Regions from separate parts of the Mus musculus genome. Here region 1 is linked to region 2. The links are chromatin contacts, called in public HiChIP or PLAC-seq maps. All regions are on one chromosome and are shown on one strand. The core of a region is the stretch at or near the end of the contact, and the rest is flanking DNA. Distances in the headings are between cores, read along the strand shown. Region 1 overlaps Drc1 (dynein regulatory complex subunit 1). Region 2 holds the start of Selenoi (selenoprotein I).

Region 1 (6,782 bases), core at 1,382-3,881, 120 kb before region 2:
TTATTCAGGAACCACAAGTCAGGCATATTCCAGGGTAAGCCCAGGTGCTGGGAATGGATGATCCTGTCCACATCAAAGGCTCTTTGTGCCAGTTCCTTCGCCTCTGCTTCATTCATCAGCCAAATCTCCCGAAACTTCTCCTCATCGATGATGATGAAGTGTCTGTGAAGGAAGGGAAGGCACTGAGCACAGCAGCTGACCTCAGCAATCCCCGGCCTTCTCAGTCCTGTGAGCTATGGGTGTCGCCCCCCCCCCCCCCATCTTCCGAGGGACTGTCTTCTGCCACCTTTCTGAACACCCTGTTCTGGCTGGCTCTCTAGCAGAGTGACCTTCCTATGACTTTAGCTCTGATGTCATCCCTTATGAGTGTCACTTTGTCACATGCTGGAGACTGGAGCAGCGGTGTCTTAGCCGCAGTGCCCCCAGTTGTTAATAGGATGAGAACATTAAGAAGAATCTCAAATCCCCAACACCCGGCCTGGGATAATATGCAGCTGTCTCAACAAGGAATAGGGTGGACTAGTGACACACACGAGAAGGTCCTAAGCGTTGGGCTGGCTCAAAACAAGCTGCTGAGCTCATGTCTAGTGAAATCACTGCTACTGAGCCCCTGCCAAGTCGCCCTCCCAACCACCACCACCCGTCCAAGGCAGGTCCTAAAGACTCAATCGCCAGGACACCTCAAGGCTTTCTGTAGGTCCTTGAATTGCGTCACAAGCCGTTTGTAGTCGGAGGTCAGGGACTGGTTGTCATCCTGAAACTGCCGTATCTGCTTGGTGTATTTTGTTCTCAGATTGTTGACGACATCGTGCAGGCTGAGAGGAGGAAAGCAGAGTGGGGCAGCTGAGCCCACTGGATGAAGGTGACCCCTCGCGCTTGTCCCCTCTCACCATGGCCTGACTTTTTCTCCCCCTTCAGAAGAAAAAACCATTTACCCATGCCTGGGGGCCACCACAAAAGGTCCAGAAAGCAAGCCGGTCTACCCACCCACTCAACACCCGCCCATCCACTCACCACCTGCTCACCCGGGCATTTGCCACCCGCCCACCCACTCCCCACTCCCCACCCACTCACCACCTGCCTGCCCACTCACCACTCCCCTCAACTCACCACTGGCCCGCCCACTCCCCACCCACACTCCGGCTCACCGGTTCAGTTTCCTCTTCTGCTGGGACTTGATCACTGTGCTCTCTTCATCTCTCTTCTTCAGGACCTGAAAGTTGTACTCCAGCTTCTCTTGGTTTAGCTGGTAAGTTGCTTTCATCTGCTGAAGCTGTTGCTCAAGAATCTGGTGTAAATTTTAAAAGTAAATACACAATACACGCATGTATGTCTACATGCATAGGTACACACATACATGCATGAATACACACATCTATACATGCATAGCCCAGCTCTGCAGCAGTCTAACGCCTCTGGCCACCACTCACATGCATGTATCCACACAGACACACACACACAGAGACACACACACAGAGGCATACACACACAGAGACACATACACAGACACACACACGCACAGACACACACATATACATACACACACAGAGGCATACACACACAGACACACACAGATACATACACACAGGCAAACACACACACAGACACACAGAGACTTAGACACACACATACACACAGACACACACATACATAACTGAAAATAAAATACAAATACTTTAAGTAATATGAGGAAATTCTATATTGGTAAAATTCTTTTATACTGTTACTAATCCCAAAAAATGTTATTAGTAAAAGTATAAAATAATCTTACATATTCTTTAATCACATAGTAAATAGCTGTTCACCATATAACAATGTTTACCACTTCCCTATAGCTGTGTTTGCTGTTTGATCATTCTCACTACTATAAAATAATGCTAGTATAAATTACACATATAACATGCAGCCTATGACAACCTAAAATTCACTACCTAGGCCAGGCTGGCCTGAAACTCATAGGAATTCACCTGCCTCAGCCTCTCAAGAGCTGTAATTATGGGCATGAGTCACCATGCCAAACACAATCTCTACAAATACACCCCAAAAATTGAACCATGGGCTTATTGCCTGCTAGGCAAGCACTCCCTCGCCAAACAACCTCCTAACACCCTGCCTCGAATCCTCTCCCCTCCCCTCCCCTCCCCTCCCATCCCCTCCCCTCCCCTCCCCTCTCCTCTCCTCTCCTCTCCTTTTTTTTTCTTTAATTTTCTTTTTCAAGACAATTTTTCTCTGTGTACCTCTGGCTGTCCTGGAACTTGCTCTGTAGACCAGGCTGGCCTCAAACTCACAGAGTTCCACCTGCCTCTGCCTCTCTGCCCCTTTCTGCCCCTCTCTACCCCTCTCTGCCCCTCTCTACCCCTCTCTGCCCCTCTCTGCACACCTCTGCGCCTCTGCCTCTCTCTCTCTCTGTCTTTCTTCTGCCCCTCTGCCCCTCTGCCCCTCTGCCTCTGCCTCCTGAGTGCAGAGATTAAAGGCATACACCACCACCACCCAGCACGTCTTATTTCTTAGAAGTGAAATGATTAGGTCCAAGGTTCTCAGAAAACTGGCTTTGCCAAGAGCAGTGTGTGGTTTGTGCTCCACAGGTGGGGAGTCCTGTCCCCACCCACCCCTGTCACCACGCCCTGTCAGCACTGAGCTCCTTTCAGAACAGCCTCAGAGAAGACACAGGTGTGACAGACAGGCAGGGAGCTGCCAGGGCCTACATCTCCTCTTCCGACCACATCTAACATTTGGTGTTAAGAGTTCTAACAAGAAACAAGAGCCCAAAGGACCCATGGAAGATGCTCAGGGGAGGATTAGTTCAGGTGTGATGACCTGGTTTGGTTCAGTGTGGCTCCTGAGAACAATTCTTTTGTCTTTGATGGAAACCAGTCACATTCCAAACACGACCTTTTGGGGCATAGCCCAGGAGTCTGGATCAGAACCCAAGCCACGTGTGCTCAGGGGCTGGCCAAGGACCAGTGAGATAGCTCAGCACACAAGTCCAGGAGAAAAGTTCCATGTTGGATGAGTTAACATGAAGAAAGGCATGACCACACAGAGTGGAAGGCCTCTGGAGCCACTTGGAACTAGAGGTGACAACAGTGGCTCTTCTGATCCTCTCTGGGACAGAGAGTGCAGAGTGTCTGTGTGGTGGTGTCCCGACAGCCCCTGTGCTCCCCACAACTCTGCAGTGAGACAGGTCAGCACTCTCCAAACCTCTCAAGCCACAGCATGTGTTTATATCCATACTACAATGAGCATGTGATCCTTGCATTCAAATTATCACATGCAAATATCATTCTTAAAGGAAGATTTATCAAAAAAATTATTTTCCAATGTACATTTAAAAATATATTTTGCCTTCTGTGATGGTTTGAATATGGTGGCCCAGGGAGTGGCACTATTAGGAGGTGTGCTCTTGTTGGAGTAGGTGTGGCCTGGCTAGAGAAAGTGTGTTACTGTAGGGGTGGGCTTTAAGAACCTCATCCCAGCTGCCTGGAAGCCAGTCTTCTCCTGTTTGCCTTCCGAACAAGATGTTGACCTCTCAGCTCCTCCTGCACCATGCCTACCTGGATGCTGCCATGCTCCTACCTTGATGATAATGGACTAAATCTCTGAACCTTGTAAGCCAGCCCCAATTAAATGTTGTCCTTATAAGAGTTGTCCTGGGGCCGGGCATGGTGGCACACGCCTTTAATCCCAGCACTTGGGAGGCAGAGGCAGGTGGATTTCTGGGTTCGAGGCCAGCCTGGTCTACAGAGTGAGTTCCAGGACAGCCAGGGCTACACAGAGAAACCCTGTCTTGAAAAACCAAAAAAAAAAAAAAAAAAGAGTTGCCCTGGTGGTCATGGTATCTGTTCGCAGCAGGAAAATCCTAACTAAGGCACCTTCGTTTTTTAAAAAATCCAGGACCTGTACATATGGCCATCCTTTAAGATATGTTTAAGGGGTGATGGAAAGAAAGAGAGAAATAACTTCTGGAAGTCATTTCTGGTCCTACATATCCTCTGGTATCTATCCCTACACCATGATGCACTGGCACATGTGAGTGCACACAGACAGACAGACACACACACAGGAACACTTCCAGTACCACTTTTTTAATGTGTATGTGTGAGTGAGTGCATGTATGTATGTGTACCACGTGCAGGTGAAGGCCACAGCCTGGATTCCAGGAAACTGTGGCCACCATGTGGGATGCTGGGAACCAAGCCCAGCTTTCCACAGAGCAGCAAGCGCTCTTAACCCATAGCTGTCTGGGCACCACAGTTAGCATCGTGAACCACTTCCAGTGTCTCACTTCACTGAACACAGTGCAGAAACCTTGGAGCCGAACGACTTGGGTCATGTTTTTCTTTTTCAATCTGGAAAAATTTAATAATATGCTGATTCTATAAGCAAAGCCCCCATACAGCATCTATCAGCAGCCTGTCATGCCAGTGGCAGTGACCGATGCCTTGGGCACAGCCAGTGTCCTGAGTGTACAACACCACCCCAGCCCATTGGGCTTCACCAGATCTCAGATGCAAGACAGTTCCCACTGGGATCCCAGAGGCAGCAGCATATGGGGGTTGTTGACAGTGTAGCCCAAAATCCTACACAACTCACAGAAGACTGTGTCTCCCACAATCCACGTCTGCAGGGCACAGTGACATGATTATGCAGCAGATTGTTGGTTTCCTCTCTATGTTTAACAAACTTTTAACACCAGTGTCCAACTGTCAGTCAGCTCAGGTTTTAGTCTCAACCCAGCCATCCTTGACTGATATATATTAAGCATAGATTATTGTTGCTTATTTGCTTGTTTTCTGAGAAGGGTCTCATGGAGCCTAGGCTGGCCTTCAGCTCCCTATGTAGCCAAAGATGACCTAGAACTGCTAATCCTTTTTCTTCCACCCTGTAATGTCTGGGATACAGGCATTTGCCCTGGGATATCGCATCCTTGACTCCATTCCCCAGCCACTGTCCTGGCACATGTTCAGTGTTGTGTGATTAACATCCTAGTATTAAAGACAGCAGCTCTCAGTGAGAACTGGACTCACAGTTTTAAGTGAGCACGGGCCAGCTGGGCCTAGTAGCATAGGCTACAACCTCAGCTACTCCAGAGGCTAAGGCAGGGGTGTCACAAAGCCAGCCTGGGCTAACTTGAGACTATCTCAAAAAGTAAGAGAGAGGCTGGGGACAAAACTCCATGGTACAGCATTCACATAATGTGCATGAGGCCCTAAATTCAACCTCCAAAACAATAGATGATAGACTAGTGAGGTAGATGATAGATAGATAGATAGATAGATAGATAGATAGATAGATAGATAGATAGGTCAGTAGAGCATGAGTTAAACTAAGCCAGGCATGGTGGCACACACCTTTAGTCCCAACATATTTGGGAAGCAGAAGCAAGTGGATTTCTGTGAATTCGAGGCCAGCCTGGTCTACAGAGCAAGTTCCAGGACAGCCAGGGCTACAAAGAGTAACCCTGCCCTCCAAAAAACAAAACAAAACAAAACAAAAGTCTGTTCAAGGTTTACAAATAAGTAATTTTTAAAAAGAGTTAAACTAATAGGTTGGAGAGAGATGGTTCAGTGGTTAGAGCACTGTCCCTTCCTGCAGAGAGCCTGTGTGTGTCCTGTTCTTAACACTCCTGTGGTAGCTCACAACCATCTGCAACTCCCAGCACTTAGAAGCTAGAAACAGAAAGTTCAGGTGTTCAGGGTCATCCTTGGCTACACAGAGAGTTCAAGACCAACCTAGGCTACATTAGACCCTACCCCTGCCCACAAAAGAATAAAAATAAATAAAAGAAAGTAGATAGATACTTTGCAGGGAATGGCTGCCTCTGAGACACTGGGGGCAGTAGCTAAGTTGAGTCACACAGAGACATCTGTCACCTGATCCCGGGGGAGGAGAGCAGCCCTCACCTGCACATCCTGCTCTAGCTTGATCTTGATTGTGTTGTACTCCTCACAGTCCCAGACCCGCTGCTTGTTGAGCTGCTTCTCGTAGTCCTCCACCTTCTTCATGCGGTTGGTGAGGTACTCCAGCTAAGGATGCCAGACAACAGGATTAGCGAGCCTCCTCCTGCCCCGACTCAGTCCCCCAGAGAGCCCAACAAGCAGGCCACAGTGCACAACCTGGCAGTCACCTGGACAGGGACGGCATCCAAAGGCCCACACCCCAAGGGGGTTGAGTTCTGGGAGCCTTAGCTAGGTTCTTATTGCAGAAACTACAGAGAGGCGCTCTGTCAAGAAGTGAAACTGGGGCTGGCATGATGGCTCAGCTGTTAAGAGAGAGTAACACTTAACCCAAGTTCGGTTGCCAGCATCCACATGACTGTGACTCCAGGAGATCTAAGGCCCTCTTTGTTTTTGTGGGATCCTACACCATTCACATTGCTCACACATCTACACATTAAAACACACACACAACCCAGATCTTAAAATAAATTAAACACACTTTATAACCTAGCCTTTACACTGCAGAACAATGATGATGATGATAATGTATCTTATGTCATTTCTTTGTTCTTTGTACATATGAAATAAAGTAATGCAATATTCACACACTATTTTTTTAAATATGTCTTTTTTTTAATTTATTGTTTTTACTTATGTGTGTACTCCAACTCACTTCCTCCCTTTCTTTCTTTCTTTCTTTCTTTCCTTCTTTCTTTCTTTCTTTCTTTCTTTCTTTCTTTCTTTCTTTCTTTCTTTCTTTCTTTCTTTCTGTATATGTGTAGGAAAAGGGCATCGGATCCCATTACAGATGGTTGTGAGCTACCATGTGGTTGTTGGGCTTTG
Region 2 (6,690 bases), core at 1,505-4,004:
CCATTACGAACAAGAGGAAAATGGAAAACAGCGAGGAACGATGAACCTTACAAATTGGAATACTTCAACATAACTGTCTGAGCTCCTTATTAAGCAATGGAGCAGAACAACTGTACTTCTAAATTAGCTCATCATATTCAAAGTGAAAATTCAAAAGAAGCCTTCCAGCACCCCTGCACAGAGCTCCTACTACCAGACTTAATTAAAATGCCTTCTATTCCTTTCCATCTTCATTCCTTCAGTATTTTCTGGGCATCTCTTCAGCTCAAGATACTGTGGAGACACTGATCATGTTGAACGAGACAGCTATCAGCCCTGCCCACCTAGAGCTCCTGTCCTAACACACCACCAGCAATTATTAAACTAACTACTGAATAGGACTGTGTTAGACACTTCACCAGAAGACGTACGTATTGAGAGTATATAAAACTGAATCCACCCCAGGCTTTCTTCTGTACTGGAAATCACCTCTTTCTTACTACAGAAACCTAATTACCTCTCTGTGTGCACCCCTCTCAGCAGCTACTATATGCAAGTGCCAGGTTTCCACGTGTAGCTCTCAAATGTACCTCTAGGAAAGATAGAAAAATTAAACTGGTTCAAAAGTAATTTTTTCCACCAGCTGGTATAGGAGTGTCATTTCTTTTCTCTGTATTTTTTTGCTCTGTTATAAAAGGTCACACCCGATTAAAACCTCTTTAAGTATTTTGATTGCATGCTTGGGGGTGGTGTCTTAATCCGTTATAAAGCATGTACTCTCTGAAGACCACACAATGAGAAGGCAATGAGAAAGAAAGGATCTCTGTGTGCAATTTCACGTGCCAACAAAACTGACCACACAGATTTTTCTTTCCCTTTGGATGCCTCTGTTTCATTCTTTTAAAATGAATGTGGTATGGCATCCAGCAGAGAGCCTTCTACTAGAATTTAAGGTTATACATTTGTGATTGATTTTGGATCCCGCCTCCAAAAAAAGCCTCACTGTAACTAGAATAACATCAACATTTTAGTGACTGCTGGGACGATTGCAAAACTGACCTTTGTTTTCCAGAACGATAGGAAACCGGTTGTCAAACACAGGAGCTGAGTCAGATAAGGAAGGGACAGCCACAGAAAACCACACCGAGATGTCCGATAAAATAAGACTTTTATCTAGCTGGGACTATAAACCTAGAGAAGACGGTGAGGAAAACTAGGCTCACTGAATAAAGCTGCCACTTTATAAAAACTTGCTCTAAAAGTCAAGACTCATTTTCGAAGAAAATATTTTGGCTGCCAATCTTTGCAGTGCAGCACAGATAACCAAGAGGGTGATGCAAACACACACAGGAGGTATCTGGGTTAACAGCCTTCTGACCCAAGCCACTAAGAAAGCTCTGCAATTTCTTCCTTCCCAGTTACAGTTTTAAGGTAAGTCACCACCTTAATTCAGAATAGTATGGTCCAACACTGCTTCAAAGAAGAATATCCTAGGGCCTTCTAAAGCCCCTGGGTTTTTTTTTTTCTATTTCAGTTAAACAAAATGAAGATTTTTCCCCCCAAAATATTAATTCATTGCACAAATGTTTCCTGGATGACTACTACCCACAGGACTAGCCTCATCATTTGGACATTCTATTCGGCACACACTAATTTCATAAAGGAACAGATTGCCCTCAAGAAAGGCTTACCAAAGATGAAACACCAAACCTCATTATTTCACATTAAGACACCTGGATGGCCAGTAGTTCCCTGGGGGGACTACTAAATCTGTATTTTGCAACCCCAGAATGCTGGAACCACCAGCATTTCTTGGGGGTTCATGCCGTGCCAGACTCTTTTCAACCCTTTCCAATATACTAAGCACAAGAGAAACTCACACTTAGGCTAAAGAGCCTAAAAGAGAGGCTGAGTAGGGTTTCAACGACTCGTCCAAAGCCAAAAGAAGAAACTTGACTTTGGCATCGCGTTTCTATGTACTCCAAAGCCCGCGCGCTCTTTGCACTATACAGTTTCTTCTAGTGCACAACGTCTTAACCTGCAGTGCCAGCGCTACGAGCCTCAGTGAAAGCCCTTTTCCAGGGGTAGGGTGGAGTGCATCTGCATTAAGGCCTGAAAAAGTCACTTCCCTCCCTTAGCATCCGCTAAAAGACCATCCAGATCTCTGAAGTTGTAAGCACTGAGAGGCATGTGAGAAGCTCATTCAAACGACGACCAAAAGAAGGGAACAACACCCTCTCTGGGAAAGGCTGAAAACCCGCCGCAGTGACAATTAATAAGGAAAAGGAGAGAAAGGAATTTCTTCACCCCACTCTCTAAGGAAAAGGCAGTCTCCCGCGGGGTGCCAAGACCGGGCGGCCGGCCTAGGATGCTCCCAAGCTTCCCGACCGCGACCTCCCGCCCCCAGAATCCCCTTCAACAACGCCCGCCGGCGCGCCACGCGGCAGGCGCAAGGTGACACGGACCGCGCCGGCCCCTCGCCGGCCAGGGCGCGGCCCGGGCGCGGGGGAGATGGGCGACCGCCTGCTCGCCTTCTCTACCTTGTACTTGTCAAAGCCCGACAGCTGCTCTGGGCTCACGTATTCGTAGCCAGCCATGACGACCCGAAAACTGAACGCCCACTCCGCAGCGGCAGCGACACTGCGCGACAGGGCAATGAAACAGGAGCAGCACACGGCGTTGTGCAGAGCTAGGAAAGCCTGGGCTGGTAAAGAAGGTAGAGGCGCGCTCCGCCCACCGCGCACGCGTAGCGCACCCAGTGCGCAAGCGCAGCCCCGCGGCTCCCGCGGGTAGGGACACCGCCCCTTACACGGCCCGCCCCCAGCACCGCCTCAATCCAATCGGCACGGGATGGCCATCGCCAAGTCCCGCCCCTCCTACCGTCTTCGTCGCTTCATTTGCCAGAGTCAAAATAGGTGAACTGAAGTAAGAGGAGGAGTGAAAGGTCAACTTCCCAGCAGCCTTTGCTCTTGTCTCTGCTATAGGAACCCCGAGTGATTGTGTGGGATGCTCGCATAATCTTGTGGCCCGGGTGAGTGTGTACGGGGGCGTTCGAGGGGAAGGGCGGAGGCAGGTGTGTGCCACAGCGGGCTGTGAGCGCCTGGAGCTTCGGGATCCTGAAATGATGATGTCGGGCGAACGGGAAACATCGAGTAATCCAAAGGGACTTGAAAATCAGTCCCTTCTGATCCATGATGCTTGTGAACCTTGGACTGCCTCGTCAAATTCCACTGGTTCAGCCGGTGCGAATTCCAATTGCTTAAGTCTCCTCGATTCCCCCATAAAACCATTGATCTCTCAATCTCGACGGGGCCCTGTGTTTACAAGGAGTGATTTTACAACTAGGGCCCAGTGCATTGTAGAAAGAACACGTCACCAGTGGTTAATATGTGTCTAATAATAGGAAATGTTTAATAATTGCTACTTTTTATTGCGTGCCTTACGTGCAGAGAATTTTGCATACATCATCGCCAACCCATTAACTTTGAGATGAGAGGCATTTGCCCCATTTCCCTTAGCACACAGTCCGGAGTTGTGTATTCTCCAGTACCAGCAAGAAATTCAAATTACAATGCCTATCCAGAAGCACTTATTTGGTTGGAAATGGTTAGCCCAATTAGAAATATAGCCCTATTAGAAACAGATTATCAGTGAGTCTAATAGTTCCCTTGTTCCCTGGAATGAGGGCAATTAATTTGAAATCTCCACTTAAGTTCCTTGGAGTCATTCACTTAACAAATTGCTGTCAGGACCTAAGATATGCTAAGCACAGTTTCCGGCTTTTTTGAGACAGGATCCCATACCAGCTCCTAGCTAGCCTGGAACTCACTATTCAGCCCAGACTAACCTCAGATTCATGACAATATTATCAATATCAAGTGTGAGCCACCACACCCACCTCTAAAATGTACAGTTCTTAATGAGATGATGCATATAAAGTGTCCATTAAACCAACATAAAATCTTTGCTATGTAGTTTTTCTAGTCAATATAAATATGACAAAAAGAATCTTGTCATCAATTTTTTTTTAATATGAGCCTTGCACCATTCCATCTGAAATACAAACCATACTTAAAATACTTTAACTACTTGTGGAAAAACATTTAAAAGTGACAGGATAGGGCTGGAGAGATGGCTCAGCCGTTAAGAGTAATGACTGCTCTTCTGGAGATCCTGAGTTCAACTCCCAGAGGTGGCTCACACCCATCTGTAGCTCCAGTTCCAGCGAATCTGATGCCCTCCTGTGGCCTTCAAGGACACTGCATGCACAGGATGCAGGCAAACACACACCCATACGTGTAAAATAAAAAGTAATTTTTTAAAAACTTACACAACTGCAAACTAATAACAGTACATGAGCTACACATTTATTATCCACTTTACATCGGCTCACAACCCCCCTCCCTCCTCTCTTCCCAGTCCCACCCACCCTTACCAGTCCCTTCCCCATTACCACCCTACCAGAGCTGAGTGTGGCTGTGGACCCCTACAATCCCAGCTTTCTGGAGAGCTGAGGTGTAAGAAGAATCACTGTAGCCAATGTTGACTTAAACTCATGATCCTCCTGCCCCAAAGGCAATCTAGGAAATATTTTTTTAAAGAACAATTTTGAATGTTTTAAAGGACTCTTGTTACCTTTAATTATGTGTGTGAGTATGTGCACGTAAGTATAGGTGCCTGAGGAGACCGGGGCCATCTCGTGTCCCTGGAGCTGGAGTTAGAGGCGGTTGTGAGCTTCAGGACGTGGGTGCTCAGGAGGAACCCTGGTCCTCTCTGCATAGCAGTCAGCACTCTTAACTACTGAGCCATCTCTCCAGCCCCACAGCTTTAAATTTTGTGACAGCGAGTAGTTGCGGTTCACTGCCTCTCCTGTGTGGATGGTTGTTAAAACTTAGAATCAATTATAAATCCTGAGATCTTAAACAGAAATAATACAGAACTTTGTCTGGCCTTTGTCATCTTATACTTGTTATCTGAGGGATCTTCAACAATTCAATTTCACTTTGCCCCAGTTTTTTTTTTTAATTAATAACATGTATTTGTGGGGGAGAGTGAGCATGGATGGATCAGAAGACAGTTTTCCACAGTTGATTTTCTCCTCCCAACTTGTGAGTTGTGGGGAATCTAACTTATGTTATCAGGCTTGGCACCAAAGTGCCTTTACCCTTTAAGCCATCTTGCCAGACCTTAAGGTCTCTTGTGGGAAGCCGCCCCCACATTCGCCGTTACAAGATGGCGCTGACAGCTGTGTTCTAAGTGGTAAACAAATAATCTGCGCATGTGCCAAGGGTAGTTCTCCACCCCATGTGCTCTGCCTTCCCCGTGACGACAACTCGGCCATGGGCTGCAGCCAATCAGGGAGTGATACGTCCTAGGCGAAGGATAACTCTCCTTAAGAGGGACGGGGTTTCGTTTTTGCTTTTGGGGGGCTCTTGCACTCTTGCTCCTGAAGATGTAAATAATAAAGTTTTTACCGCAGAAGATTCTGGTTTGTTGCGTTCTTCCTGGCCGGTCGCGTGAACGCGTGTAAGAGTTGGTGCCGAAATCCGGGAAGAAAGAACCCAGGACGAAAAAACCCAGGACAAGAAAACTCGGGACGGGAGTTAACCATCACCGGCGCAAGGAAGATCCCTCATTCCAGAACCAGAACTGCGGGTCATGGTAATGAAGTGTTCCCATAAAACAGACTGTTGAGAAGGATTCAACTGCATGAATTCAGAACTCTTCAGCTGGGGAACAGGGGTACCAGTGAGTACAGCTTTACAAGGTAAGTCTGGTCTTAAACTTTCTAACGAAATTCAAGACAGTCTATCAGAAGTAAAGTGGGAAATAGCTTTACAAGGTATGTTTGGCCTTGAACTTTTTCTAGTGTTAGGAGCCTTTTTGTTCTTTTTCACATGTTATCAAGTGATTAAGGTAGGGCTAAAAATTCTGGATGAAATTCAGGGCAATCTATCAGAAGTAAAGCGGGGAGAGAGAGTAGGAGCAAAGAGGAAATATGGTTCACAAAATAAGTATACAGGCCTTTCCAAGGGTCTTGAACCCGAGGAAAAGTTTAGGTCAGGTAAGAATACCTGGGGAGAGATTAGAAGGAAGGAAAAGAAAAAAGAAAAAAAAAAAGATCAATTAGCGGAGGTCTCTAGGAGAAGGAGCCTATACTCATCACTAGATGAGCTCAAGGAGCCAGCTCTTAGTAGCTCTGAAGCAGATGAAGAATTCTCCTCTGAAGAAACAGACTTGGAGGAGGAAGCAGCTCATTATGAGAGAAAAGGGTACCAGCCAGATAAAGTGCTAGCTAATCAGTTAAGGAAAAAGCCAAAAGCGGCTGGCGAAGGCCAGTTTGCTGCTTGGCCTCCGGGCAGTCGGCTTCAAGGTGCACTTCCGCCCTATGCGGAGCCCCCGCCCTGCGTAGTGCGTCAGCCCTGCGCAGAGAGGCAATGCGCAGACTCATTCATTCCCAGAGAGGAACAAAGGAAAATACAACAGCCATTTCCGGTCTTTGAAGGAGCCGAGGGTGGGCGTGTCCACGCTCCGGTAGAATATGTGCAGATTAAAGAGCTTGCCGAGTCGGTCCGTAAATATGGAACCAATGCTAATTTTACCTTGGTGCAGTTAGACAGGCTTGCCGACATGGCACTAACTCCTGCCGACTGGCAAACGATTGTAAAAGCCGCTCTCCCTAGTATGGGCAAATATATGGAATGGAGAGCT

The links. HiChIP or PLAC-seq counts read pairs in DNA pulled down with a chosen protein or histone mark.
Region 1: a contact with region 2 is called in a BATF HiChIP or PLAC-seq map of CD8 T cells, with 9 read pairs. The contact joins the enhancer-like site here to the promoter of Selenoi in region 2. A contact is called at or near these places in 9 of 39 promoter capture datasets (the C10 cell line, the HPC-7 cell line, cancer-associated fibroblasts and 6 more), 8 of 15 datasets of contacts at CTCF or cohesin (CD8 T cells, the NIH/3T3 cell line, embryonic stem cells and 4 more), 6 of 484 Hi-C or Micro-C datasets (bone marrow-derived macrophages, embryonic stem cells and reprogramming fibroblasts), 49 of 115 datasets of contacts at active chromatin or transcription factors (the 230-238 cell line, CD8 T cells, DN3 thymocytes and 38 more) and 3 of 9 other capture datasets (adipose tissue, liver and pancreatic islet).

The regions. Positions count from the first base shown.
Region 1 is chr5:30,349,645-30,356,426 of GRCm38.p6, reverse strand. It overlaps Drc1 (dynein regulatory complex subunit 1), which reads right to left. Exons shown (of 17, transcript NM_001033460.4): 7 at 5,904-6,026; 8 at 1,149-1,288; 9 at 681-815; 10 at 1-162. Among named protein-coding and RNA genes, the nearest start is that of Drc1, 72 kb to the right of the region's middle. Within about 2 kb of position 2,631, at least 22 of the 459 cell types and tissues checked have an H3K27ac peak or open chromatin away from gene starts, as enhancers often do. A contact at or near this core is called in the 230-238 cell line, CD8 T cells, DN3 thymocytes and 4 more, where this site is marked.
Region 2 is chr5:30,228,645-30,235,334 of GRCm38.p6, reverse strand. Selenoi (selenoprotein I) reads right to left here and starts at 2,754. Exons shown (of 10, transcript NM_027652.3): 1 at 2,520-2,754. The coding sequence starts at 2,576.